4 separate regions of the Gossypium hirsutum genome follow, and regions 1, 2 and 3 are each linked to region 4. The links are chromatin contacts, called in public Hi-C maps. All regions are on one chromosome and are shown on one strand. Each heading gives the region's core, a stretch centred on a gene start, on an enhancer-like site or on the middle of the called end of the contact. The rest is flanking DNA. Distances are from core to core; before and after follow the strand shown.

Region 1 (6,615 bases), core at 3,551-6,050, 210 kb before region 4:
CCTACAAACTAATATGATTTGGTTACCGATTCAAAACAAATAAATTATTAAAAAAAAATAAGATTATAAAAATTGGTTCTACTACCAATTCAAATGGTTTTTTAGCTTGGTTCAAATCAAATAAATTATTAAAAAATTGAAAATAAAAATTGTTTCAACGGCCAATTCAAATGGTTTTTTAACCCTATTCAATCAGTTTGGACTAATTCACGAGGCAACTAGTTTTTTACCTCTCACCAGATCGATGCCCTAGTTCGATTGGTATCTACATTATTGTCAATGTAAGAGGAAGTGGGTTTAAGTGCACTAAAGGAGTTATAAGTAATTGTAGGTATTGTATAAAAAAATACAAACACAAAATGAGTGTTTTTTTATATATAAATTGAATCAATATAATAAATTATGTAAAATATGAGATAACTTAATACAACATGGATACAAAAATCTTTTTTTTTTTTAAATGAGTCGCTATAATAAATTATATAAAATAAAATACAATAGAAAATAACATAAACACAACACATATACACAATGTACCAGAAATTTTTAAGATGTGAAAATTATATAATACACTTAACATATGGATATAACAAGAGTATGATATAGAAATAAGGGTGCGTTTGGTTCGCTGTATTGGATTAGAGGTGTATTGGATTAGAAGTGTATTGGATTAGAGGTGTATTGGATTAGAGGTGTAATAGCAAATCAACTGTTTGGTTGAATGTAATGGAATAGAGGCGTAATAATAATCTTGTGTTTGGTTGAATGGAATAGAGGTGTAATAGCATAATGGAAAAAACTAAAATAACTAGAATACCCTTAGCATAAATTTGTTTTGGTAAATGATTATTGTTATTGTTATTTAAATTTTAATAAGATTATTATTATCAATAATAAATATTTTAATCATATTTAAACATAATTATTATTAAATATATTTTAATTAAAATATATAATTTAATAAAATTCTTAATAATTAGCAAAAATTTGTTTTGGTAAATTATTATTGTTATTGTTATTTAAATTTTAATAAGATTATTAATATCAATAATAAATAATTTAATCATATTTAAATATAATTATTATTAAATATATTATAATTAATAAGGAACCAATATCAAACAAGGGCCATATAAGGAACCAATATCAATTGACCATAGAATAAAATCAAACATGTTGATCAGATCAACAAAATGAAAATAAAAACAGAAGCTTTCAAACTGCAGAAGGTGGAAAACATTTAAAAGAACTTCCAATCGCAACTCTCTTATTCATATGGAATTTACAATGTCACTCGTGAATGAAATATCGAAGCTCAAAAACTACCCCATGAATCAATACAAGCCAATCTTAAACCAAAATCAAAAAAGTTTTATCGGGTCAAAGCAAGTCAAGAATGAAGGCTGAAGCTTTTAAACAGCAGACTATAGAAAACATTACCAAATCAAACGCATGGATTTTACTAATTCAGTCTTGAACGAATATCAGAGCTCGAAAATTACCAACAAATCACTATCAAAGCTTGAAAATTACCCAATAAATTGATATAAGGAAATCTTAAACCAAAATACGTTATATCAAAGTCAAAGCAATCAAGAACAAAGGCTGAAGCTTTTAAACAGCAGATTACAGAAAAAATTACCACAATTCTAACATGAAATGTTAACAACCACATGCAATTTATTAAATCATCCATGAATGAATATCAAAGATCGATAATTACAGAACAAATCGATACGAATCAATCTTAAACCAAACAAAACATGTTTAATCCACTCAAAGCAGTTAAATTTATACTCTAGCTCGAAAAGTTATATAATAGAACCCAATCATCCCAGGCGATTTTTAACCCATCCCTTAAATATTCACAATCATTCGTCTCTATAGATATTGGCTTCACCTTAGGTTTTACAATATGGAATACAAATACTAGTTATGTCGCCTGCGGTTGAACTCTAACAAGCTGCCATAAGTGCGATCAACAACACCAACGAAGAGCGATTCTGTATCTGGGCTAAAGGATATTCCAGCAACCTCACCAAAAAAGTCAATTTCCTGGCACTTCACATACCCGGACTTGGTGTCGAAGACATGAACGAAGTTAGCTGGCTCAGCCATGGCAAGAAATCGACCATCTGATGTGAACTTGAGAGCTCTAATTGCTCCCATTCTTCCCTTCAATACAGCTAGGGACTGGGATGGTTTTCTTACATCCCACAATCTGCAAGTTGTGTCCTGATTCCCAGTAGCAAGAATGTTCCAATCAGGGTGCCAAGATGAAGCAAAAGAATAGTCCAAATGTCCCTCTAGGGTGCCAGTGACCTGCAGCATTGTACAAAATAAATTAGACATCAACAAGATTTAAACCTCAAAACGCACCATTTATTTGGATGTCCAGCAAGAGTGACATACTTTGCCAGACTGAGCATCGGCAATTAGGCAGTCGGTACTGTCTCCAAGAACTGCAAGCAACTTCCCGTCTGGACTAACAGAGGTATTCTGTTAAGAGAAGACAACCATAAAAGTAAGAAAAACACCCGAAAAATGGAATTCTACAGCAAGCATTTGAAGACTAGCACTTAAATTTACAGACCTGTCGAATGAGAACCGGTTGAAGGTTGAAAAAGTTTCGGCATCAAAAACTCTGATTTGAGCATCGTTATTTGTAGCCATAACTCTCATTGCACCACTGCAGAAATAAAGAAGATTCAGTTTTATTTTAAAATGTAGTCAAAGTAATATATTGCTCAAGATAACCAAAATATTTCTCTTTGTTAGACTGCTCAAAAAGGATCAAAATATTTCTCACCTAGGATTGAGATACACATCCACCGCATTAGTGATTGCATTATCATCAGTGGTTACTTTTGTGGAGAATGTCACCCCCGGTTGATTTATATACTGCCCAAGCAGAAAAATACTCTCAATAGCATGAGCCAAATTGCAAACATAATATTTTATCCCATAAACATTTGTCAAACAAGCAAACAGATACCTTGCAAATAAGCTCCCCCAGAAAACCACCAGCCACCATTAAATTTTCTTTAACTGCCATGGTGCTAATCTGCACCCTAGAGAGTTGCTGAGATTGTCGTTTCTACAAACATATCAAAATACAAAGTTTATCTCAACTGCTCTTCAAACAAAGCAGCAGAAGTCAAATTAAATTAATCATGGCCATATTCACTAACCAGGTTGGGAACAATTGGCTTAGCCACATTCAACACTTCTTTGCCCTTGCGTAGTAGTGATGACCAATGCATTACCGAGTAGTTTTGCATGAGGTACACATCGTGCTTTGATGTAGCCCACAATAGATTCCTTAGCTACATGATAAAATAAATAAATTAAACACAATACCATATATCAGCATTCTTTCAAGCATGAAAGCAGATAAAAATATCCATCACCTAGATAACTTAATTGAAACTAAAATCTTAAATTAGTGTGCATGTGTACAAGACCATACTCTTCCACATAATCCTTTCACCGACAGATAGTAATGTTACTGTTAACTAAAGACTCGTTAACTAGCTTCACCACTCACTGGGGTGACCAAAACAATTTATAGCCACAATTCAGCCTTCCAGCATCCTTGCAACAAGAAGTACGGCCCAATGCCATGGTCAAGAGTATGGATAAAAAAGAAATTGGTAGTTGATAGGAAAGACAAACAAGCATTAATCTTCTTGTGCACATTAATTTCAAAATGAATTACTAGTAACATATTTGTAAGACCATGTAACCACATTTTACCACCAACAAATGTTGTGAATCCCATACAAAGAGGAAAGAAAAGAAAGGGAAAAAGAACTGTCATAAAAAGAAAAATTGGCAGTTGATTGACCATGTATGCCCCTTTTCAGTATGGGAAGCCCCAATTCACTTTCCTCAAATTTCCCATTACATAAATAACAAAATGGAAAACAAAAATTCACAGAGCACAGGTAATGCATTAAAATTTGCAACACCAAACAGAACCATGAAAGAGGGAGACCCATAAATGCAACCAGTAAGTTAGAAGGAACATTTTTAAATCATCCATGAATGAATATCAAAGATCGATAATTACAGAACAAATCGATACGAATCAATCTTAAACCAAACAAAAAATGTTTAATCCACTCAAAGCAGTTAAGAATAAAGGCTAAAGTTTATAGACAGCAGATTTAACATGTTTCGAATCTGCTTACATGCAGAAAAAATAAAAGACAGTAACAAGGTTAACAGAGAGTTAGAAACCTACCTTTCAGTTGCACTAACTCAGAAATCGGCAAAAAAGAAAATGAGAAGAAACAAAGGGAGCAAATCGGTAGAAAAGAAAAGAAAATAAACAGAGGGCAGAAAAGAAAAGAAAAGAAACGGAGGGAGCAAATCGGCAGAGGCTAGAAGGAACAGAAGAGAAACAAAGGGGAAGCAGATGAGAGGGTATAACAGGGATGGTAAACCTATGCGGCGCCTAATCTGGGCAAAATGGAAGGATTACAAATCGGTGAAATCCACCGATTAAATCAGTAACCGATTACAATGGTATTAGCAATACCATGAACCAAACATAGGAATAGAGAGGGATTAAGCGGGACCCACCGATTAGCCAATACACCCAACTAAACATGGTGTAATATGAGTATTTTATAAATAGGGGACGAAAACATGACGTAAAATTAAATAATTAAAATAATATTTATTTTGAAAAAATAAATATATTTATGCATCAAAATTTACTGTAACATGCAAAAATTATTTCTGAATTCTAAAATTGGATTGTCAAGACCTGATTCGACTAAATGGAGGGATTAACTGCCTAAGTTGATAGGAAATATTTCCCCAAAGGAACTGGATTTTGAGTGCACTGATTTGAGCATTTGGAAAGAAGCTCTCTCCTCCTACAAATCTCGAATCCAATCTCTAAACAAGCCTAATTTGATTTCTCTTGACGAATTTTACACCCACGATCTTCCCTCTCTTCTCCGCCAACGAAACCCTAACCCTTTCATTACCACCGCCGAACTCTCCCGCCTCATGCAGTGGAAGCTCACTCGCGGCAAATTGAGGCCTCGTTTGTTAAACTTTGTTTCCTCTTTGGACGACTCTTCTGTCCAATCCGTTTCTCAAAAGGCTTTCCTCTCCCTTCCCGACATCTCCAAAGCCATCTCCCAGCTTACGGTTTTGAAAGGAGTCGGCCCCGCTACTGCCTCCGCTGTTCTCGCCGCCTACGCTCCTGAAACGGCGCCATTTATGTCCGACGAGGTAACTGCCTCTCCAATCTTTCTTTATTGGTTTTTTATTTGATATGACTTTTAATTTATATTCAAGGCTATGGTGGCTGCGCTTGGAAGCTCCAAAGATTATTCGTTAAAACAATACTTGTTATTTGTGGAAAAACTACAGAGCAAATCTAAGGTTGGTGAGGTTCCTTTCTATTCTATTTGAGTTATTATTGTAGTTCTTTTGGCATGATCCTTACTTGTATTTTGTCTTGATGATGTTGATCAATATTGTGCAATTAAAATATGCTAGTAGTTTTCAAGTTAGTATAATGGCAGTTTAATAAGAAATATTTAAAAAGTACTTAGCTTATTACAGATGGTATCGGTTAGGCTTAGAACTAGTTAACTTTTGCTATTTAAGATGTTGATATTTTTTCTTGTGGAGCCTGTTGGAAGTTCAATTCTGTACATTTTAGGTGGAACTTAGTTTCCATTGACAGAATCTCTTTCATTTTCATGTTACGAAGTTCGTTTCCATTTTCCTTTTGCTTATTTTGATTGAGCACACCTCTTTGCATGGTTCCCCAAAATGGTGTTTGCAGGGGAAATTACTTGACGAAAACTTAGTTTCAGGAGTCAGGACCACAAGTGTTCTTTCTTTCTTTTCCTGAACTCATTGTTTTCATAGTTGATAGCTGATCAATGGTCACTTTATATTGTTCTGAAGCTTCATTGTTGTCTCACTGAATTTGTAGCTTTCTGATGCTAGTCTTATTGTTTTGTTTCTATTGAATGTTTTATGTTGTTGATAGGTGATCCTAATCCGTCTCTAGTTTTCCTTGTTTCTGATTCTTGGCTAATTGCGTTTTGACTGGGCAACACTATCATATTCCTTAAGGAACAACAAGGCAACTCTAGTATTCTCTAGTTGTTAATATCCATTGGAACCTTTGCCCATTGTATGTTTGTTTGAAGAACTTATTCAATCAGTGTAGAAGCCACTGAAGTTTTGGCTATACTGCTTATAACCTAAAATTAATAGCCTACCAGTGATAAAATTGATTAAGGAAAGATGCTGAATTCTTGATGTTGACAAGTGATAAATTTTTCACTTCGTCCTCAGTCTGTGCCCCTTCTATGCACCTTTGTTGGCTTTATTCATAGGCTAACAAGAATATTTTCTCATAATGTAATGCATGTTGTTATGGGGAAGGATCAATTAATCATTCATCTATGTGCCTGATCCAGGAAATACCTTTTTGAAAAGGATGATCTATGTTTCTTATTACAGGAACTAAGTTCAATGGGTGACTCCTTCAAACCTTCGGATGTAGAAAGGGCTTTGTGGAGTTCAGCTGTAGGCGTAAAGTTGCAGTCTTCACAGACAGCTCCGGACAACAAGATC
Region 2 (5,865 bases), core at 3,136-5,635, 200 kb after region 4:
GAGTTTGGCTATGAGAATGAGTGATGTATGTAAGGTTTTTGAGGATTCTTGTTGGGTGGTACATGACATTGTGATGATTGAGGTTCCTAGCTCAATATCTGTTGATAGGTTTTTGTTTTATTGTGATCTTTCCTTTTGATAATATATATATTTCCATTAGGTTTTTAAGCAGGATTCATATTGTCTCCAAGCAGGTTTACTATTCATAGTAAGAGAAGCAATGATGAAGGCAAAGAAGGTTGATTTAATAGTTGGTATCTATGCGGTTAACACTAAAGCTATATGCAGGATTTTTGAAGAGAATATAGGAAGTGTTGATTAGCATCTTCAACCAATGGCAGAGGATATAAAAGTTTTGAACAACGCTCTACCACTGTGCCTCTCTACTACTCATTATTAACGTCTAAACATAAGATACGGTTTACTCCTAATCAAACTGCCTAAAACTTGTATTCTACTAAAATTAACATTCACAACGGAAATAGAAAGAATAAAACATTATTCGCTATAGTTTAACTATAAGTAGTAAATGAAATGTAATGGGATTAAAAATAACATATTGGATAAATTATTCAACATAATTTTAGAGGAAAAAGCAAAATTAAGTAAATATGCATAAGATAATAAGAAATACATTATAATTAACTGTTAGAAATGTGCTCATTCTTTTGCATCTTCAATTCCCAAGTCAAATATATTTTATGGAATTTTTTAAGGTAAAAATAGTGAATTCATAAATCATAAATCATAAATTTCAAATTTAGATTTGGTTGACTCGGAAATTGGAATAAGATTGATTGGGTGGTTGAACAAGTTGAATCAATATTTTTGTTTTTATGATTTTTTTATGATTTATTTAATAGAACCAGACAAATCAGTCGAATTAATTGTATCAGTCAAATAGATAAAATTGGTTGGACTAGCAAACCGGTGGCCTAATTATGGAATTTTTATTTAAAGTCAAGGGTTTATAAATTAAAATTGTGAAAATTATGGTATAAATGAATTTGTTTTGAATATTTATATTGTATTGAATTAAATGCATGAAAATTTGTCACCGTTTTAGAACCGGATTGGACCAATCGGTCAAACCAATTGGATCTGAAGTTGGTCGGGGTACCAATCTAGAATAATGGGTTAGATTAGTTGACTTGTGAACTTCAATCGGTTGACCAATTCAACCGAATTTATCTATTTTTAAATATTTTATTTTTAATAATTTATTCAATCGAACTGATTGAATTGGTTGAACCGTGAATCGATGGTCTAACCAATTTGTCTACCGGTCTAATTCTAAAAACCTTAAGCCTCGTTGATGATATATTATAAGTAAAATTATTTATTTATTGATTGGGTTTAGAAAGTAGTTTGAAGAAAAGAGAGAGGAAGTTTTAAAATGAGTTTTGAAATCCAAAATTTAAATAACATGAAATTATTGCACAATTTCAAATCTAATTAATTAATTAATTATTATCCAAGTATTTCTCGCCATCTTGTAAAATTGGTTGAATTAGCATTAAATTTCCCTAGATTTTACTATTTCAAGTGCTTGTAAGCTGATTGACGAAATAGAGAATAGAAAGCATGAAGTAAAGATGATAACATCGTATTATGAAAATTTTTTAAAATCACTAACCAAGACAACACGTTGCATTATCCAGTTGACATTAACTTTAAATGCGAATATATATGCTAAGATACTAATTTGTCATAGTTCAGAAATGGACAAGAAAGAAAGATTAGAGGACAAAGAGGGGGAAGTATTGTCCTTTTCCTATGATCCATGTCCCTATCCAAGATATGGTTTGCCTAATTCTCAGGATGGCCTGGAAAAACACCTTCACTTAATGATCTTAAAGGGAAACTCATTACCCAAAACCAACCTCAATAATTGCAGTCACTGTTTTTGCATGTATCACATTTTTGGTGGGTAGCTATCAGAGATGGGTGATAGAGATGGTGCTTTTTGGGACTTTTTTTTTTTATGGACAATGAAGCTGACTTTCATCCAAACTATATATCTGTTTTGTATCTGGTTAAGCATAGGTTACCAAATTTACTAGCCCTGCCTAGCTTTTATGTTAGGTGGGTCTTATACCTTACTCCGACTGGGATATGTGGTAACACAAGAATCAACTGGAGAGACTCGCAAACAATTATCCGCCTTACACCATTTGGATAGTCACTCATCAACTATGCACATGCCTCGTACATTACGAGAGGAAGTGTCCGTCCTTAATAACCCGGTTGGATCTTTTGGTAAGTCATCCTTCTCCTCTTTATTCTCCTACGTTTTTGGCTCTCTATCTTGGGTGAACCTACTTTCCTCAACATCACTCCTCTCTACTTTTTCCACTCTCATTAATACCGCAATTTGATTAGCGATGGAAAGAGAGTAATATTCGAATAATTGTAAATATTTGATTGGGTTGTTTGGACATTAATGCTCAAATAGTGCTTTTATAATGGGTTGGCTGGATGTGCACAAATGGGCTACAGAAATCCGACCCATCAAGTAGTGCTTTTATAATGGGTTGGCTGGATGTGCACAAATGGGCTACAAAGGTACTCGCCTGATTAATGGAAAATACAGAGACACTCTGTCCATCCAAGGACCACTGCTATTTTTAACACTTCTTTTTCTTGTTTTATCTTTTTCTGGTTAAAATGAAGATCCCAAGGTTAATTTTGTTTCTTGTTTTCAAGTTTTAAACCTATACAAGCCTTTTTTTTTTTTAATCATTCTGCCAAAAGATGGGGACTAGTCTTTCTGACTGTTGAAATTTAAACAAGCTAATTTATTTGTGGCTGAGCATACAAAATTTTCAAGTCCTCAAGGGGGAAATAAACTATGGTCGGCACAACATTCTTTCAAGGGTATTACTAGTTTTAAACCCTACACTCTCAAGTGGATAAACCTGAAAAACATAGTTTCTATGCTAATAGAACCAGATTCTACATTGTCTACGCATAGTGTCAGCAAAATAAACTGGAGAAAACCTGCAATTTCATATATACCAATGACATCGAAATTTTAATTTATTTTAATGTTCTCAGGTTGTTTCCCACTGCATTGACAGAAAGAAATTAAAAAAAAAAAGAGAGTAGACTCGGAGAATAAAAAACAAGAGTAAAAAGGAAGGAACAAAATCCCTTTGAGATCTAAGGCCTTTTTGTTTTGTTTTTCTTCTTCTACAACATTCCTCCCATTTCTCTCTCCAGAACAGCTGCATTAGTAGAGACAAAAGCTGTTACCATTTACCCTTTTGTCATTCCTTGCTTCTTCCCTGGAAACCACCAAATTCTTTTTATCAAACTACAGCTTATCTAACCATCAAATTTCTCTTTTTTATTTTTAAGAATGTCGAGGAGAAAGTTGAAATCGATGACTAACCTGCAGGTTTTTCGAACCTGCTTTTCCAGTTTTTAGGAAACCAAGTTTTTTCTGGAATGATGATGATTTGCCCTGAAAGTATCTCACAGGTGGCATGGTTAAGTTTATATATAATAATAATGGAAGACTAACTGCTTTAAAGAAGGATATAGTATATATTTAGTACCTTAAAATGTGTACCCGAAAAGCCTTGTGAAAAGTCCAACAACTCCATTGAAGCATCTTTGTTGATGTTCTTCTGTAAAAACACCAGAAAACATCCATTGTTACTCTTGTTTTTGTTACAAACCAACCGAACAAGAACAATTAGAATATAGTGGAACTTACCTCGGAAAAGCTTGTTACAGGAGAGCTGGCAGTGTCATCAAGATAAGAATGTTGTTGATTATTGCTACAATGTTCTTTCATCTTCTTTTTGTTTTTGCTGGTTTTGTTAGCTGGTTCAGGATTTACAGGATGAGAACAAAAGCTTCTATTTTCATCGAGGCATTCCACATAATCTTGGCAGTAATAATGTCTTGGACCAGAAGATGCATCAGACACCATGGATAAACCCTCCTCTTCATCTTCAACCCCGAATCTAGCTCCTTTCACCCCATAAACCTCATCAAAGTTGCCGCCAAAATTTTGACACCGGGTTTGAGAGTAAGAGGATTGACCTAAGTAGAAAGTCCAACCAGATTCACAACCACTACCACATTGTGAAGCTGATAAATTCATTATAAACACTTTTTTTTCCCTCTTGGGTTTACAGTTTTGACATATAAGCAAATTCTTGAAGCTGTTACGTATATAAATAGAATACAAAGAGGGTATTGCAGGATAAGACCAAAAGAATCACACTCAAATCCTAGACTACTTTTCTCATCTCTTCAAGCCTTTCGCCATTTGTTTTTACCTTAAATGAATCAATCAAATTAGCCAGTTGGCTCTGAGTGAGAGAGAGAGAGAGAGAGAGAGAGAGAGAGAAATTGGTGAACAGTGCTGATAGGGAACCGATTATCAATTCATGTATATAAATGTAATAATACAGCAGCCTGTACAACAATGGTGCTGTCCTTTCAATAAAAAGTGAATGTATTTTACTGCTCATTTAATGCCCTCTATATCTTTGTCTTTTCCGACATGTCTTTCAAATGTTTATATTTGGAACTTGGAAATGATGGATGAGATTGTATTTTTTGAAATTAAGACATCTTAAATTGAGGGTATTTTTTAAAATTTTAAATAATTAATTATAATTCGACTTTAATTAAAGGAATTTTATCATACCATATATTTTATAATTAATTAAAATGAACAAACAATTTGCAAATTATCAGATTACAAGAGTCTAATGAAATTAAATAATGCAAGATGCCCTTTTCATTCAAAATTTAACTAAAGACAATTCTTCAAATCTATGTTTAAACCAAATGTGAAACGGACATGCATGTTCCTTTGCTGAGTTGTCGTAGACTCATTATGGGGTATTAACTGAGACGTTATTGTAAACTTATAATTTCCCTGTTTTCTTTCTGGGTCATTACAACAGATTATCCATCTATTTATTTTTTCCTGTGCCGCCGTTGGAATGCATTAAATGGTAGTGGGGTCTTGAGTGAGTGACCCCATGAATGTTGGATCGTTGCATAACATACGGCATCTAAAATATAAGTATTCCTCTTATCTCACGTTATTTTGTCAAATTTCTAGAATTTTGTTTATAGCCATAACAATTCATAGATTTGTAAAAGTTAATTAAAAGGATGAACTTGTGTATACAAAAATTAAGCCCAAAAATTTAATATAGTGTAAATTGATGGATTTCTCCCCTTACATATGTAATATTGTATAGTTTACTCTGTAACACTTGATCTGGTCGTCAAATTTAAAATGTGAGATATCATATTCGTTGTCGAAACAATTATGTTGGGAATAAATTCGAATTGAACAACAAATAAGAACGAATAGAGAAAATTGGACACAAATATTTTCATGGAAAAACTCTTCTCAAAAGGATAAAAAAAACACGGGCAAAGAAAGCTTCACTAAAACGACAAATAGCCAAAGAATAATACAAGACGGAAAAAAAAACAAAACAAGCCCCTAAATCCCAAAAAATACAAAGCTCTTTGGCTAAAACACAAAATTCCCTTACACTCTCTTTTGTTGTGTTGTCGAATCAATCTCTCTAGGGTTGCTAAAAGCCCTATTTATAGGCTGAAATTCATAGGCTAATATGATGAAAATATCCCTAGAGTTATTAGAGTTTGTCTAAGAAAAGATAGCTGAGTTTAACTAGGAGAAGACACGTACTTTAGTAGGGAACACATCGTCACGTCGTGACGTCATTTATCGACTTGTCGGGATGTCACATGTTGCGTCGTCTGTTTTTTCTCGTCGAGACATCGTGTGTCGCGTCGTCAGGACATCGACTCTTCCTTGTCACGATGTCGACTCTTTTTTTCCAAAATGTGAGGCACACTCCA
Region 3 (6,297 bases), core at 1,649-4,148, 150 kb before region 4:
TACTCAATTTAGTTCTGTCAAAATTAACTAAACTTTCAATTCTAATCTAATCTCACTATCTTCTATTACAATTTCAACTAATTCCAAACTTAACAATTACTTATGTATTAATTTCAAGCTTAAATTCATCAGTTACACTTTAAGCTTCCATGATTCAAATTCCATAAGAAATTATAAGAAAAACATGAATACCTTGGTATAATTTGGAATCGAAATAGAAACAGAAAACAAAGATTTCTTCTTTCACTAGACGGGAGACAGAAATGAGGAAAAGATGATGATGGTTTTAATTCTTCACTTGCTTATATACTAGGATTAAAGTTAATCAATCTTAATTAATTATGCTTAATTCCACTATCTAATGTTTACATCCTTTTAATTACATTTATAACATTTAAATGTCTATCACCATCTCCTCCCACTTTCTCATAGAAAAATAATAATTTATTTACCGTTTTAACCCTTTGGATAATTTCCAATTAGGTCTTCAAATATTTTTAAATTAAAATTCAATAGTGCTTAGATTTTTACAATTTAGTCCCCGATCTTTAATCAAAGAATTTCATGGTTAAATTACTTAATTTGTCTTTAATATATTTTCATATTAACTTCGTAAATTTTCTTATCTTATTCTTAGGAACTCAGTTTACAGAAATGAGATTCTGAAACGATATTTTTTGACACCAACAAAAATCAAATTGTTACAGCTCTTTAAAAGATTGGGTTGCAAATTGACTTAGCCCTTAAACCGAGTTTCTTTAAAAAGAAAACAATTTTACTACAATTAAGCTTTAAAAAAATGAAATTTGATTAGGATTTTTTAAAACAAGATCAAATTGGGATTTGAAAAATAAACTAATTGGGCTTTTGGATTTAACTTTTTTTTTTCAAAGTTAAGCCTAATAAAGTATTTACAAACCCAAAAGCAATATTATTTTTCTTTCTTCTCTTTTCTTTTTATTATTAATTTTATCAAAATAAAATTTAATTTTGAACAAAATTTTGATTTATTATTATTTTTCAATAACAGACCATCCAAATATCCACCCACCTCATGTTGAAAATCTCAAATTAATTATTATTATTTAAGTAAAATTAATTTTTAATTTAATTGTGAATCCTAACTCACATTAACTTAAATTTCGAAATTAAAAAAAAAATAAAGGTGCCCCTTAATTTTAAAATTAAATGGACAACAGTTTAACTTTAAAATTAAAATAATCATATCAAGAAAATCTAGTCCAAATAGCCAATTCGAAGCCTGAATCTAAATTATGATCCCAGAACAGAATTCAATGTCTACAATATATTCTTTAATTTCTCAAGCTCCCATACATATCAATCAATCTCCTTTAATTTTCCAAGTTCCAACCCAGTTTAAAATTATCAATTTCTATCTTTCTCTTCCTCTCTCCTTTATATATATATTTTTCTAATTTTCCCACTTCTTTCTTTACTTTTTGTTGATCTGTTCTATCATATCCCTGTTTACTCTTTTCTTTTTATCTCCATTTTTTTAATTTTTAATTTCTTTTCTTCATTTCTCTTCCCCTCTCCCTTATTTTTGGGTCACTCTCGTTATCCAATCAATCTTCCATTGAGAGTTTGCGTCAAGAAGAAAAAAATGATGGTCTCTTGGGTTGAAAAGGGAAAGGATAACGATAATCTAAGAAAATAGGAGAAAGAGAAATGAAGAATCACAACTTATTTTGGGTTAGGTGTTAAATTTTTTTCTTTGGGTTGGTTGGTTGGTCGAAAAAAATTGGAGCAAAAATCATATAAACCCGCTTACCGTTGTATACGTTTCGGGGTTGGCAATTCAATAGCGGTTCTCCGAATCAGTGTACTGGCTAGTTCCTGAGTTGACCAGTGGGTCTGCATTTAGACCTCATTTTCGTCATTGGTTAGTTTAGATTAACTCAAAATTTTAATTTCTTATGATTGTTGTTAGCTTTGTCCTTAAGTTGTCTACTGCAAACAGCATTTTGGTACTAGTTAGAAAAGAACAAAAATTTACATTTGTCATAATACATAACATTGTTATCTTGTTCAACATCTGCAAATTGTGGTCAGGTTTTATGTGGATTATGCAGTTATGTTATGTAGAATTTGTCCATTGTTGAATGAATGTAGAGGTGAGTGGTGAAGTGTGATTAAAAGAAATTTGAAGCCTTTTCAGTTGAATAGATATTGATTTGTTGCATTTCATCTAATGGGAACATTCAACAATCCCACTCAGGGAGATTCCTCGAAGATGGTAGGTTTCCTTTTAAATTGCTAGAAGCTCCTTTTTTTCATGATTCATGATGGCAGAATGTTAATTTTGCTTTGGTTAATCTCTCTATATATGTATACTTTTGCAAACACCATGTTTTAATTATATTTTATTAGTATATCACAATTGCTTTTTCATTTAATTTACAATTAACGGTGGATAATGGATACTGAGGTGACAATGTTGTAAAATTTCATATACCATTCAAGGAAAACTTGACAATTATTTTGTCATCGTTACAAAATTTGTATTAGTAGAACCATAGAAAAGGTCACATAGTAATCTTATCTCCTTTTAAATGACTATCATAGTTTATAATTTCATGGCGCAAGTATAAATTAGGTATTCATCTTTGGAAAGTAAAATTTGATGAATAAATGAATTTATATGATCGGTATTTGTATCTTTAGAATCCATAAACCCTATATTGAAATTGAAGGAATTGAGCTTAGAAAGTGGTTTCCATGGAGATTTTGACAAAACCTCAAGGTGGAAGGTGACAATTTTTTTGAGAAAATGGAGAAAAAGACAAAGAAAATAAAAAAGAAGGTGGTCAACCATGGGAGGTTGCTGCCTGTTAGAGAAGAAGGAAAATGAAGTTGATGGGGGGTTCTTTCCCCATTTAAGATTAACAAATGGGCCCAAGGTTTAAGCCCAATCTTTCGATGTCAATTTTCTTCAATACTAGGTTTCAACGATTCAAAATACTTTTGAATATCAAATATCATAATTAAATATCATAAAAGTCTCAAGAATTAATTAAATTACCGTTGCCCATCTTTGCCCTTTTAACAGTTTCTGCAGTGGAAAATTTACAATTTAATCCTTCTACTTTCAAATTTTCCCTATTTAGTCTCAAAATTGATTTCCATCATACCATTGCATATAACTTATTCTTAAATAATCAATAACAACTCACATTTTTAACATTTTGGTCAAATTGCACTTTAGTGCTCAAACTTTCCAAAATTTGTGATTCGGTCATTTTGTCATACTTTCACTTTTATATTTCTTTTCATGTAATTCCTTCTCCAATATCATATTCCTTCAATAAAATTTCTTATTTGATTCATTCCTTAAATTCTTCTCATAATTAGGGGTGAACGTTTGATTGAATCGAGCGAAAAAATTTTAAGTTAATTGAGTTGAAGAGTCCTATTTTATCATCCTAACTCCACTTGAAAATTTTTGAATCGGGTGAAATGAAGTTCGAGTCGAATCGGATAGAGTAAAATTGTTCGAGTTAAACATGCCAAATTAAAATCTTATTACACAAAATAACTAATTTCATGTTAGAGCACATAAATTTGAAGTCATATATATTTGAAAACTCTTTCAAAGCAAAATAAGAAAAAAAAGAAGATATTTTAGTATGATAAACTTAAAATTTTAATTTATTTACTTAGGTCCCAAAATTATTGTTTTAGAAAAATTAACTTTTTATATATTCTTTAGAATTTTTTATTTTTATATCTTTTTTTAAATATAAATTTTGGAAATTTTATAAATATTTTAAATTTTAAAATTATTTTGAATTATTTTGTAGTTATTGTTGAGAGAGACCAATTTGCTCATTTTCAAAATTGATTGGGACCAAAATGGTATTTATACCAATATGTTATTTGAGTTATTTGAATTATTCGAGTTATTTAAATTGTAAAATTCAACTAAACTCAAATTACTTATTCGAGTTGATTTGAAAAAAATGGATAACTCGATTCGATTAACTCAAAAATAAAAAAAAATTAATTTTTTCAAACCGAATTGAGTTTTACTCACCCCTGATAATAATTTTTTTAATATTCGAACTCGAAATTATGTCACGTGTAATATCGTAATTTACGGGACAGTATAACCCTCCCGTCCTTATGAAAATTTTGTCCTACAAATTACTGAATGTCTCTCATGAAGAATTTTGTATATCTTATTCCCTTTATTACACTTATCGGTATATAGGTTTCCATATTAGATCAATATCAATATACAAACTATCTGGTAAAAATATGGTGTCCAGCAAGAAAATGCTTGAATATGAGATAAAACTTGAGAAAAAAAACACCTAAGATCCCAACACAGAACATGTATAAAAGGACAATAATAAAAAGGGAAGACAAATTCCAACATACGGAACTTGCACATATAGTACTAATTAATCTTCTAATTTACTTTTATATTGAGAGAAAAGATTGTATGAACCTGTAATTTTATGTCTTTTTTATTCTTTTCTAATAGAAGAATGATAAATCAAATTTTTTCTTTCTAATTTTTAACATTTTCAGTTGGATTTGAATTTTTCAGGAAGAAAAGGCTGAAAATCAAGAGGAAAAATTTGATTTGTCATTCTCCTATTTGAAAGGGATAAGAATAACGTAGAACCACAGTTCCATACAATCCCTTCTCTTATATTGAATATTATAATTTTCATCACTTTAATTTTAGAAGCTATGATTTTATGTTCATTAATATATTTTCGGCATTATTTTATTTTATTAAATTTTGTAAACTTAACTTTAAATCAACTTCTCTCACCCAATGAAAGTGGATAAATTTTTGTTACAATGTTTAATCATGTTTCTTTAATAATGTATTATTGGTTTTTTAATTTTAAAATAATAAATTAAAAGAATTAGTTTTACATTCAGAACTTCATACGAACTTATTTATTTTAGATAAATAAAATATAATTAAGTAAAAAAGTTTATTTCGTTCATAATTAAAATTAATATATAAAAAACAAAGCAAGAATATCAATGATATATTTTCATTAGTGTTGGTCTTTGGGGGCCAAACACGCCCTCTCTGTACTGGTACTTCCCAGCGCAAATTGCATGCTCTTTTTCTCTCTCTGGTTGGCATCTGCCATGGAAACTCACCGAAAGTTTCGACTCATCAAACTCAGGAAAAAAGTAATCATGTTCTCATCTAAACAAACTCTAATTTGTTTGCTAGGGAAACAAGTTGATTCCTTTTGAGTCAGCACAGCAGCGTAGATACTCCTCTCTTGACTGACCTAAAACATAAAACAATTTGAATAGGTGGGGGAAGCTACGAAGCTAGTCACATGAGCGTCGATCGTGACCTCAGCTGGGCTCACCCATTATTTGTTTTTCTCGCCATCTACTTAATTATTACATGTTTTGCTAGGGTTTCTGTAATAGATTTTACTATTACTTAAAGATAGGGTTTTGGGTTTCCGCGTTTGGCTTTTAGTTTTCGGTTGGTCGTTGATTATTGATGATGTAAGTAATAATTCAGCTGTCCGTGCATTATTATTTGTGGGTTGTTGGGTCATGCTGTTGTTCCTTATCGATATTCACTCTGAATCCTTATAGATGGTCAGGAGGATCCAAATTTTCAGACGCCGTCTCACCAACTTCAACGCCTAAAGTCTTATGAACGAGCTATTAGATATGAATGAACACTAATACAAAGTGGGATTCAGGGTTATTGTTGAACCACATAATTTTCACGTGGACACTAAAATGTGGTTATTAGCCCAAGTTTAGAAGCTCCTTTCTTTTTTCAGAACTTGAAAGAAGAAAGGAAAATTCTTGAGTTAGCTTTTTTAATATTAGCTTCCCGTCAACTTTATTTTCATAAATTTCTAAAATTTCTATTGGATGTTAGATATGTTAGTTATAGATTTTGTTATCCCTATCAAATATTGTTATATAATATAGATTTTAGTAGTTATATATATATATTGTCGAAACCATTTTTAATTTGAATTTAAAAAAACGGGATCGACCTTTTAAAATGGAGTCACCACCGATCTTTATTGGAGGTGTGATCGGCTCACCTTGAAAATGATTTTGATCTGCGAAATTTTAAGAAAATAAGTTTGGGAGCCGATTACGTACGAGGAAGGGTTAGCACCTCGTAATGCCCAAAATTGGTACCGAATTGATTGTTTAATGTCTTAGTGTCGAGACTTGAAAAGATTTTTAAATACGATCCCATGAAATAAATAAAATAAAATAAAATTTGAATCGGATGATAAAACGGACCCATTTCAAAGAAAA
Region 4 (5,891 bases), core at 2,624-5,123:
TGAACATCACAAAAGAATTAATTCATAAATGGATCTAGGATTAATTCGACTTGGGTCTTGTTCGATATAATTTTAATCTAGACAATCACATTTATGTCTCTATTTTTGGGGAGTCAATCGCTTCGATTCCAAGATAAGGTATTTCCCTTTTGGACTTGATACACTACATAATAGTCCTTTAATCAATTTGCTTAATTTCAATTCATCAAACTATGGACCTTTAAGGCTTTCTACTAATACAAGTTGTCTTATTGCATTATAATCTTTGAGGAGTCAATCACTTCTATCCCAAGACAAGGTATTTCTCTTTTGCACTTGATACACTACATCATAGTCTTTTAATCGATTTGCTTAATTTCAATTCATGACCTTTTAGATTTTCTACTAATACAAGTTGTCTTCTTACATTATGATCTGACCACATAATGCAACTTAACCTTAGTTAAACATTAAGAAATCATTGAGCCAATTTTTGCTTACATTTTATTATGCATGCAAAAACCGTTAAGGATAAATACAAACGATATTAATATGAACAGTAAAATTTTATTTAAATCAATTTATTTAAAAAATTACAAATACAAATGACAAATAAACTACACTTAAAATACCAAATCCTAACAAATTATTCTTTCTTTCTCGCTATAAATACCTCTTGAACGAGAGGTAAGATAAATCCAAATACTTGAACTTATTTTATCCGAGTTCTATTAAACCAACTTCGCATCTTTCACAAGTAACGGTCTTTCACGTCGCCCTTGATGTGAATAACCATCATAACAACAACTATCTACCGCTCTCTGAATACGAACCACCTTTATAATATCCATCCCACTGAATGTGAACCATCCTTACCATCTCCTACTTTTATGTTATATCAATCGTTTTACCAACTTTTGTTATTATCTTTTTTCTCTTCGATACTTCCCCGTCTTTCTTGCGTAATATTTCCCTGCACCATTATTTTCTTTTTACTTCTTTCTATTTTCTTTTTCATTTGAATGATTAATTCTTTATTTATCTTCGTAGAACTTTCTTTCATTAGAAAAAGAAAGATTTGAATCGTGTTATGCATCCGACACAAGAATAAAAAATAAAGTGTATATGAATCAAATTAACTCGAGATAAAAAAATGGACTAATATTTAGTACAATAGTGGTATATATATATTTATTTTACAAGCAATTTTAAAAATTGTTATGTGCTTTTTATAAAATATTTATATTTTTAATTTTTTATTATACTATTATAGGACACTTGTCAACTTTCTGACTCTATTTGTAGAGTTTAAAAACTCTACTCACAATTTACCAAATAATTTCCTTTAAAAAATTGGTATAAATATACAATAACATATTTGGATATTATTATTTTATATTTTCATTAATTTACGTAATTAAACTACTGAATCTTTTAAACTTATTGAGTGTTTTTCCGTGTGTCCCCTCAAATGGGTTAACTCTGTGTATTTCTATGATACGATCATTGTTCATAGATGTTGCATACTAGGTAGGTTTCCATGCATGATGACACGTATTCTACCTTAGAGTTAACATGTGTATACTTAAAGTGGGTTCACACCATGTGTAGGCAAACCCATATTGTGCGTCCTCATCTAGTGCGAACCCATACAAAATGTAGGTTAGGACCCGAAGGACTAGTGGGTTAGTAGGTTGATAATAGTTAGTATCATAACAATTGTCGCACCAAATTGTTGAGTGTTTCTCCATGTGTCTCCTCAAATGGGTTAACTCTGTATATTTATATGATATGATCATTGTTCATAGATGTGATATACTAGATAGGTTTCCATGCATGATAACAAGTACCCTACCTTAGGGTTAATATGTGTATACTTAAAGTGGGTTTGCACCATGTGATGTAGTAGTGGAGCTAAGAGGGGCAGGCAAGGGCTCCGACCCTCCTTAAAATGGAAAATTTTTTATTTAGACCCTTTATAATTTATAAAAATTTAAATTAGTACTGGTAAAAATGCACTTTGTCCCCCAAAATAATAAAAATTTGATTTAATCATTTAAAAATTATAAAGATATAGTCTATTAAAATGGTGAAATTACATTTTTACTATTGTAAAAATATATTACTTAATTCCGGTCCCCCCAAAATATTTTTGGCTCCGTCACTGAAAGGCAAACCCATATTACGCGTCCTCATCTAGTACTCGCCCATGTGCGAGCACTATGCATGTGCGAACCCATACAGAGGACGGGTCAAGACTCGACGGACTAATGAGTCAATGAATTAATAATAGTTAGTATCATTGCAAAACTTATTTAAAATTTTCTTTTATAATAAAATATCAAGAAAAACAAGAGATGGGGGAATTGCACATTTCACAAAGGCTGCTAACTATATCCTGGGCAAATTTTAAACCTTGAAACGTTATATATTCAAAGAAAAAATTATAGAAATTTGATACGAAAAGTTTAATGTTGAGAAAATTATCGATGATTGGATATTTTTAAGGCCATAAAAACCTTTTTTTTTAAAAAAAATCATAATTTCGAATATGTTTTTCAACCAGATCTCCTATAATTACATTTGCAACTACAAGTACTTGTGAAGTATGAATAAAATTGAATGAAGCAGCAAAAGTTTTGCTCAAAAATTATTGAAGACAATGAATTTGAAGTTGTCCTAGGAAGAATAAGACCTAGGAATATGCCTTAATGAATGTTATTTAGTATTGAGTTTACGTAAGGAGAGAAAGTTATTTATTTGTTAAGAATGAATGGTATGAAACTGTAATTTCATATTATCCTTATTCCTTTTCAATAAGAGAATGATAAATTAAATTTTTTTTTCTCTTAATTTTTAACTTTTTCCTTCTAAAAAATACTTGAAAACATATTTCTTTTACCAACTTACAATATTATTGAAATAATACATTTTTAATACACTAATTTTAATCCTTATCTTATTTTAAACATAATAACTTTCAAAAGAATAACTTATTTATACTTAAATCAACATTCACAAATGGTTAGATATTGGTTTTTTTAATTCAAATTCAAAAGAAAATTTATTTGAATAGGAAATAAATAAAATAACATTATTCATTTGGTATTTGAATGTGTTAAATATGTGAATTGATTAAGTAATTTTTTTGAAATATTTAGAAGATAATATAAATTTAAATTAAAAAAAGAATTCAAATAATTACCATTTAAAAATAGAAAATCTATGGATTGGTGTTTGATTTCAAGCATTTCCATGAGAGAGATTGTTATAAATTAAAGGGGGTTTCGGAAAGAGTAGATTTTCCTCTTTGGTGTCTGTCACGTGACAATGCATCCTTGTCACATGACTTCATGGAGCTCACCACTTCTCTTGGTCTTCTTTTAAGCTTAACTTTGAGATAAGAATAAAAATATATTATTAATAAAAAGAAACCGTTAGCTAGCAGACTTTGCAAGGCAAGGCAAGGCAACCAATTAGGTTTTTTTTAGTTGCAAGATAAGAATATTTAAAAATAATTAAATTGATTAGTGTAATTTTATTATTATATCTACTATTTTTTCACATAATATCTACAATTACTTATAATCACTTTTCAACCTATAAATAGGAGGATAATAGGCTGCAATGCACTCGAACTCACATCCTCCTACATTGCCAATAATATCATGTCAATTGAATTAAGATTTATTTGATATAGTAATAATAATATTAAAATAATATGAATAGTGTTTGGATTTAAACTATGAAAATAGTCCTATTAAATATATAATTTTTTTTTGAAAATAACTGCAGATTGGGCTTTATTAATAAATTCAAAAATACAAAACAAATTGCCTATATAAGACCAGACCCGATTGTAAGTTTTGGCCCAGCTTCAGAATAAACAAAGCAATAATAATACTATGGACGTCAAAACAGATCTTAATTCAACCTAAGGACAGCATAAAAAGCAGAGATGGAAGTTTATGGAATCCATTAATGCTACTGTTGTTTTTGCCCAATCAACAAAATGACTTTTCATCGCCTTGTCACTTCAGCTTCCTTTTCTTCTTCAAGATGCATACACACTCCTGAGAGAACATTAATTTCAACTTTTCCTTACCAGCCCTCATTTAGATTACCCCATTTCATCTTCTACCTTCCTGATCAATCCGACTCTCCCTCTCTATCCCTTTCTTCTTGATCTTCTGCATATTCAGGGACTCCCCCAACCAAGGTACACTGTTACTTTATCCTTCATCGTTTCTTTTGCTACCGTATGCGCAAGACTGTTAACTGTTCTTGGGACATATTCAAATCTGCATTCATTGAGTTTTGATAGTAGCTTATGAATATCGCTAATGTAAGCACATACCTGTGATTTATCTGGGATACTTGACTTGCACTTTTTTATTATCGGTAATGAGTCTCCTTCGATAATGATTTTTTCCCATTTCCTTTCTATGTCGATTTTGGTCACTTTCCGGCACGCGAGCGCCTCGGCCGCAAAGGCTGATGTCACTTGTTGATAGATCTTCGAGCATGATAAAAGAACCTTGCCTTCATTGTCTCTAGCCACAATCCCCACAGTCGCTTGATTATACTTTCCATCGTAGGCTGCATCAAAGTTGATCTTCATGAACTGGTCAGGTGGCTTCCTCCACTTTCTAATAATTATAGAAGATTGTGACTTCTTTTTTGTCGATCTCGTTCAACTCTGATATATAGCTATTAACAAATATGCCTAATGCTTTTCCAGATTTACTCACTTTTTTGTGCACTCAGTCATTTCTATCTCCCCAAATTGCCCATAATGCACAGTAGAATATCCTACATTGTGATGCTGAGTTCTTCGCAAATACCCAGGTTAGCCACTGTATAAACTCCAACTGACTTTCTTGCAAAAAAACTTTGCATGGTAATTCCCTCCATACTGAAATTGAAATAGGGCATTCACAGAAAAGATGGTCCATGTTCTCTGATCCAACTCCACAGCGTGGACATATTGTTATGTTTGTTAGCTTTTTTTGAAGCATATTAACTCGTATAGCTAGGAAATTCCATGATATCTTCCAAATTGTAATTTTGATTTTTGAAGGAAGGTTCAGGAGCCATAATTTTTTGTAAAATTCCTTATAGTCATCTTGTAAAGCGTAAGCTCTAGGATCATCTTCAATACTCTGTAATAGTTTATAGGCTCTTCGCACTGTGAATTCGCCCGACGCCTCTACACTCCAAACCCGAAAATCATCATGAGGTTTTTCTGCCAATGGGATGCCAATAATCTTCTCAGCTACATCCTCTGGAAAGGTAGAAATTATCAACTCTTTTTTCCATGTTCTGTTACTTTGATTAATTAAATCGGCAACTTTAAAATCATTCAAATTTGTATTTAAAGCTAATAACCTGCTCTTTTTCACATCTGGGATCCAAAAGTCATTGCTAACTGAAATATGTGTTCCCTTTCCCACTTTCCAACACAGACCTTCCTCTAGAGTGCCCTTTGTAGCCCAAATACTTTTTCATGTATACGAAGCATTGTTCCCCAATCGTAAGTCTAAGAAATTAACATTTGGGAAATATTTTGCTTTTAAAACTTGAGCTAATAAGGAATCTAGATTGTTCAAGATTCTCCATCCCTGTTTGGCTAATAGTGAGACATTAAATTTAGCCATATCTCTAAAGCCCAAACCATCTTCTACTTTTGATCGTCACAAATATTTCCATTGACACCAATGAATTCCTCTTCTCCCATGGGCTTTTTGCCACCAGAATTTAGCAAAAATGCTTTCTATATCTCTGCATAATGACTTTGGTAATAAGAAACAAGACATAGCATAGGTTGGAATAGCCTGTAGTACTGACTTTAAAAATACTTCCTTGCCTCCTTGCGATAACATTCTGGTACTCCATCCTTCAATTCTGCTATG

Evidence for each region. A called contact is a pair of places that touch in the nucleus more often than the background predicts.
Region 1: a contact with region 4 is called in a Hi-C map of leaf, with 5 times the contacts expected there. The contact joins the promoter of LOC107910327 here to the promoter of LOC107910325 in region 4. A contact is called at or near these places in 17 of 34 Hi-C or Micro-C datasets (anther, callus, hypocotyl and 3 more).
Region 2: a Hi-C map of leaf shows a contact between it and region 4, with 3 times the contacts expected there. The contact joins the promoter of LOC107910319 here to the promoter of LOC107910325 in region 4. A contact is called at or near these places in 2 of 34 Hi-C or Micro-C datasets (both in leaf).
Region 3: a Hi-C map of leaf shows a contact between it and region 4, with 3 times the contacts expected there. The contact joins the enhancer-like site here to the promoter of LOC107910325 in region 4. A contact is called at or near these places in 18 of 34 Hi-C or Micro-C datasets (callus, cotyledon, fibers and 3 more).

Annotation. Positions count from the first base shown.
Region 1 is chrD02:16,666,294-16,672,908 of Gossypium_hirsutum_v2.1, forward strand. LOC107910327 reads left to right here and starts at 4,801. Exons shown (of 3, transcript XM_016838148.2): 1 at 4,801-5,250; 2 at 5,317-5,403; 3 at 6,502-6,615. The coding sequence starts at 4,801. It also overlaps the pseudogene LOC107910328.
Region 2 is chrD02:17,074,041-17,079,905 of Gossypium_hirsutum_v2.1, forward strand. It overlaps LOC107910319 (protein SOB FIVE-LIKE 5), which reads right to left and starts at 4,386. Exons shown (of 4, transcript XM_016838135.2): 1 at 3,722-4,386; 2 at 3,561-3,632; 3 at 3,395-3,466; 4 at 3,014-3,287. The coding sequence starts at 4,114. The coding sequence ends at 3,270.
Region 3 is chrD02:16,718,998-16,725,294 of Gossypium_hirsutum_v2.1, forward strand. No RefSeq gene overlaps it. Among protein-coding and RNA genes, the nearest start is that of LOC121214645, 27 kb to the left of the region's middle. Within about 2 kb of position 2,899, at least 7 of the 9 cell types and tissues checked have an H3K27ac peak or open chromatin away from gene starts, as enhancers often do. A contact at or near this core is called in cotyledon, fibers and leaf, where this site is marked.
Region 4 is chrD02:16,872,649-16,878,539 of Gossypium_hirsutum_v2.1, forward strand. It overlaps LOC107910325 (growth-regulating factor 6), which reads left to right and starts at 3,874. Exons shown (of 7, transcript XM_016838141.2): 1 at 3,874-4,611; 2 at 4,721-4,827; 3 at 4,921-5,271. The coding sequence starts at 5,214.